2 separate regions of the Zea mays genome follow, and region 1 is linked to region 2. A link is a contact called in public Hi-C data. All regions are on one chromosome and are shown on one strand. Each heading gives the region's core, a stretch centred on a gene start, on an enhancer-like site or on the middle of the called end of the contact. The rest is flanking DNA. Distances are from core to core; before and after follow the strand shown. Region 1 has its middle 53 kb from the start of LOC103652983. Region 2 holds the start of LOC100191298.

Region 1 (2,700 bases), core at 107-2,606, 130 kb after region 2:
TGTGATAAACAACATTATTACAAAATTATAGGAACTAGAATGGACTAAAAAGGAGTAAAGATGCATTTTCTAGGAATTAATTAAGTTTCTGCAATTAATTTTATATTGAAAATCATTTCCTATATAATTTTCTCTAGTTTTATTAATTACCTGGACAGCGCGTCAAATACCAGAGAAGGTAGGGTTTCAGGCGCAAAATGAACCTAGACACAATCTACACCTCCCCTAGGAGACCGGGTTGATTACTGGATTCTACAGGGCTCTTTTACAAAATCAAACGGCGAAGGGGTATCGACATATCAGGGCCGTTGGATCAATTCTGGATGGCTCCGATTAGATCTAACCCTCGCCAGAACCGGTATGCACTAATAGTCGCTGGATTAAGATCAGACGACCCAGACATTTTGAACCCCGATCCACCACTCGCTACGAGATCAGTGGTTCACACCACCCGGATCCAATCCCCTGATCATCCCCATTGATTAACCGATCAACGGTTCACGGTGCATCCTCCCCAGAGCTAATCCTAGCCAACTGGCGAAAATCTAACGGTCAGTACGCCGCCTAACCAATACTCAACGGCAATGGCCGGAGCTGCACATGACTCCGGCACGGTGGCGCCATGTCCGAACACCCAGGCACACGCCCACGCTGCCGGCACTTCGATTCGACAGGAGCTACACCCAACGGGTTTGGGGCGAGTCCACGGGCGTGGTTCTACTAGAGATTAGGTTCCAAACCCGGCGGTCATACCTAATCTGCGGTAGCCCTATCACCAGTGTTCAGGCGATCCGAAGACCGAGCACTATACTCGCGATTTCTTCGTAAAATTGTGGAGAGGATGGCTAGGCGAACCGATTAGGTAACTACTTACCCGGGGTGGTGTCGAGACGAGCCACAGCCACGGGGCGGTGTGGCCCGCGGCGGATGTGATTCTCCGGTGAGCAATTGGTGAAGTTCCAGGGCTCCCCCAGGCTTGCCGATGCCTCGACTAGGTTGCCCACCATCAAGAGCAACCCCTCGATCTACCGCGGCCACCAGAATATTAGCGCAGACGCGGAACAACAGCGGTGTCGTCGAGTTTCCCTACCTACGCACCTCACGCCAATGGCGTTTCGACCCTGGCAGCTTTATCGGAGGGCTCGGAACAAGAGCACGGCGAGGCTTGGTCTTTATACCCCCAAGACCGATTCCTAACAGCCACGACTAGATTCGCGTGGCTATTCCACGGCGCGCGCGCACGATGGGGAGGAAATCCCGCGCGGGGTTGTTGCGATGGAGGGGGGAAGCTCTGACAAAATGGCCCCACGCGGCAGAGCAACCAGGACGCGGGAGCAGCAGGCTGCGGCTGACATGTGGAGGCCCATTCATCAGTGAGGCTGACCCAAGGGTCTGCCCGCCAGCGACACGGGGTGGAGCGGTTGAGAGCGGAAATGGGCCGGCCGCGAGGGGAGAAACGACCCAGGCGCAGCTTTTTTTTTCTCCTTTTTCTTTTGTTTTTATTCTTTTCTGTTTTCTTTTATTCCTGATTCATTTGAATTTAAATTTTGAATTCAACTTAAGTGTAAATTCAAGTTTATGTTAACTATGCAATTTGATCACACCAACATGTGGTGAAGTTATTTAATTATAACATTATTTTATTTTGCATAATATTTCTCTCCTTCCTTCTCTATTTTCAATTCCTTTCATATTTTGTATTTCTATTTTGAATTATATGTAAACAGGGTTCAAACTTAGATCAAATGTACAATCTCAAATATTGGTATAAACAATTTTATATTTACTTATACATCCATATCCTTTATTTTTGTGTGGTTTTTCCTTCTCTTTTTTTTTCAAATTCTAGGATATCTTTTAGACCTTAAAATTATCTTTGGACTTTAATAAATTTTCTTTTTTACATTACAAAATTCCAATTCCAATCTAGGATATAGTTTAAGAATTCAAACTTAACACACACTCACAATCAATTATGGAGTAATAGATATATATTTATTTTAATTGATTTATTTGTTTGATAAATGTTTGAAATATGAGACACACTCATGGTTCCTTTCTTTTTAGGAAAATGGTATTTTGAGTACGGAACTTGAGTTTAAAGTTACTTCGAAATTAAATATTCATGTAACTAAATACTTATGGTGCATCATTTAGTGAAATGCATAATCATTTAGTTGAATAGAAAGCTTTTCTATTACTCTTCTAAAATAATTCTTGGTTTCCAAAATTTAGTTCTCAATTTTCAACATTCAAGTATAATTTGAGATATCTGAATTTACTATTTTATCTCTTCATATATTTATTTTATTAATAATAATATTTTTATACAGATTTTGGGACTTACACAAAGTAACCAGGTGCGGGCTGCCAGTGATGTCCTTGCTACTGAGGAGGTGGAGGAGGTGGCATTTGCTGAGCTGGATGTGTCTCAGGCTGAGTGGCGAAGTCATTTGTAGAAACTCCCTCATCATCAGGTCAGGGGGTGAGAGACCTAGTGAGAAAACCAATCTCATTATTGATAGGTCTAAATGGAGTGTGAGCAGTCTCACACCGCCCCTCAAATATGGTTTTGGCCCTGATTAGAGCCATAATATATGGAGCGCAGGCCAGGTTTTGATTTTTATCCATCTTTAGATCATTGAACTGCCTCATCATAAATAGAACCACATTCATCACTTTCCCCTTCATTACATGATC
Region 2 (2,700 bases), core at 47-2,546:
GGAAGGAGCAGTGCAGACAGAGATGGAATGGCTATGGGGCAGCACAAGAAATGGATGGGATGTAGGAGTTGGCTACAGTGCAAAAATGCATCCCCTCAGTGCGCTTACAGAATATGAACCTCTGCTTCAATCTGGAGAAGCATTTCCCCTAGAAATCCAAAATGAGCTTGATGTTTGGAAAGTGAAGTAGCCTAAAAAACTGCACACGAGTTGTGTCAAACAGGGCCATAGTGTTACATGCAGTGTCATAGCTTGGAGCCAAAGATGGTAGGGGGGTTGCGTGCAGCAGTGATTTTAAAATGAATTAATCACTTCCAATAGGGTATTTTACGAGCATAAATTAGTGGTGTAGCTCAATATACTGCTACGTTTTCTATGGAGTTGCTCAAATGACAGGGGACATGGCCACTGCTATCTCTAAGGAAGCCCATCCATGGTTACACGGTAATGACACTAGAAAATTGCTAAAGTTCACTGAATTAAGGTAACTACTCATGCACTTCGCTTTTGGTACAAGCATTCAGAATGAGGTGTCATCTCAATTATCTTTCACAGAAGAATCGTCGCTAGATAGCTCACTCTTGCTGAGTTTCCCTTGCCCTTTTCACATAATTGTCTCTACGTTTTGGGACGAAATTGCACTTCTGATCGCTCAACAGCCCATTATCACTCATCAATAGGAATGCAAAAGAGGGCGGCGAGATCCAAGTAACTCACCAAGATCCCATACTTGGAACTTGATGTTGTTGTACTGCACCGTCTCAACGTTGAATCCAATTGCTGCAACACACGCGGGGCACCACATCAAATCCAACAACTTCAACCAGCAACAGGAATGACGACTCGGTAAATCAGAACTCACTCGGGATCGTGGAGACGACCTCTCCCATTTGCAGTCTATCTGTGAAACGAACCGAAACAACCCGGAAGGATCAGAATCGGGAACCCCCGCGGAACAGAACCGCGGATCTGCGGGTGACCTGTGGAGATTCGAGGAGGGAGAGGGGACGGAACGGGCGGGTGCGACTTACAGAGTATGGTGGTCTTGCCAGCATTGTCCAGGCCGAGGACGAGGATGCGAGCCTCGCGGTTACCGAAGACCGACGAGAAGAGCCGCGTAAACACGATGCCCATGGCGACGCTCGCGGCCTGGCACCCGCGGCGGCGCTAGGGTTTCGGAGCGCTGGGCACGGGGCCGAGAGAGATCTGTGATTTTGAGGGAAGAATGGAGGTAGATCTGGGGAAGGGAAGTAGAGAAGTGAGCTGGCGCGCGCGAGTACCGAAAGACGAGAACGACGGCTCCGCGACCGGGGCGGGGGCTGGGGAGAAAACCGGAAGGGCGATGGTACTTTGTTTTTGTTTTTTGGTTTTTTACTCTTTTGTTTATCGTTTTTCCTGTATACAAGGTGTTTAGTTTTTATGATAATTTTATACGACACTCTTGTATAGTCAGTTAATATAGATAATTATTATTATGATAATTTATAATTATTTTTTGTGTTCTAACAACAAGTTATTGATTATGTTTGTGACATGTTGGGGCCTTCGATTTCCGAAGGTCCTCAAAAACATGATTTAACAATGTTTCTGTAGTATATTACATGAACAGGTACCTTCGGACTTGGATCCTTTGAACTTGGATCAAAACCATAGTGTGAAGAAGTACAAGGAATATGAAGGATGGCGCAGAGCCGAAGCTATACGCAGGAGAGCTTCGACATGATAGAAGAAAAGGAAACCGGCTTAAAGATGAAAAGGCTATTTAGACCTCGATAGATTGCTATAGAGTTATTAGCAAATGTAATGGACATGGGTGTAATTTTACATGGGCTGCGTCTCGTGCCTATAAATAGATGAACAGTGCTCTCGTACTGTTCACGCTGACTTGACATTTGCTTTTGCGTCACGCTTGTACTTTTACCTTCTTTAAAGTCGAAGGTACATTTATAATTTGATATCATTTCTATTTTACATAGTAATAAAATAGAAATGAGCTGATAATAATACATAAGCGTTTGTGTTATCTTTATATTTCATTTGATTCCTTCTTCATTATTATATGTCATGTTTATGAAGGTATGTCTTTCATAACATTCGTCCTAAAATCATTATATCCCAAGGGAAATAATGCTTCGAAGGACGAAGGACTTTAATGTTTAACATTTTCTGTGTTGCCTTGTTCTTAACTCATAGCATTTAAGAACAAGTCCCCAACATTGGCGCCCACCTCCGGTGAATCCTTTTCAACCACATTCGGCAAGCATTGACATTCGTCATGCCACCGAAGAAAGCTTCAGCGACAGGGGCTGCTGCTCTGCAACCACTGGACCCAAACCAGGAGACCCTTTCTCTTCGAGAGGCCCGAAGCCAGAAGAGGAAGGCCACCAGTCCAACGCCCCAGGAGGATGAGTTAGACCAAGAGATCAGGAATATGGAGATGCTTCATCAGCAAGTGCAAAAGAAGAAGGAAAAAATGGCTCGGCTAGCTGACCTACAAAGGCAGATTAACGAAACTACTGAAGAAGTACGTCATCTTGCTCAAGATGAGCAAAACCGAAGGCCCCAGCATAGAGAGCTGCACCAAGAGGGCTTCTACAACGAGAATGAATGGTATGAAGATTTCCATCATGGAAATTTTGCTTTTGATGATGCTTCTCCTCTGTCAGCAGAACTGCAGGCTACACCTTGGCCCCCGTCTTA

Evidence for each region. Hi-C and Micro-C count contacts between places; a contact is called where the count stands out from the background.
Region 1: a contact with region 2 is called in a Hi-C map of leaf, with 6 times the contacts expected there. The contact joins the enhancer-like site here to the promoter of LOC100191298 in region 2. A contact is called at or near these places in 2 of 25 Hi-C or Micro-C datasets (endosperm and leaf).

Annotation. Positions count from the first base shown.
Region 1 is chr4:27,930,440-27,933,139 of Zm-B73-REFERENCE-NAM-5.0, forward strand. No RefSeq gene overlaps it. Among protein-coding and RNA genes, the nearest start is that of LOC103652983, 53 kb to the right of the region's middle. Within about 2 kb of position 1,357, at least 18 of the 20 cell types and tissues checked have an H3K27ac peak or open chromatin away from gene starts, as enhancers often do. A contact at or near this core is called in leaf, where this site is marked.
Region 2 is chr4:27,797,048-27,799,747 of Zm-B73-REFERENCE-NAM-5.0, forward strand. It overlaps LOC100191298, which reads right to left and starts at 1,297. Exons shown (of 8, transcript NM_001136732.2): 1 at 1,032-1,297; 2 at 863-901; 3 at 718-780. The coding sequence starts at 1,134.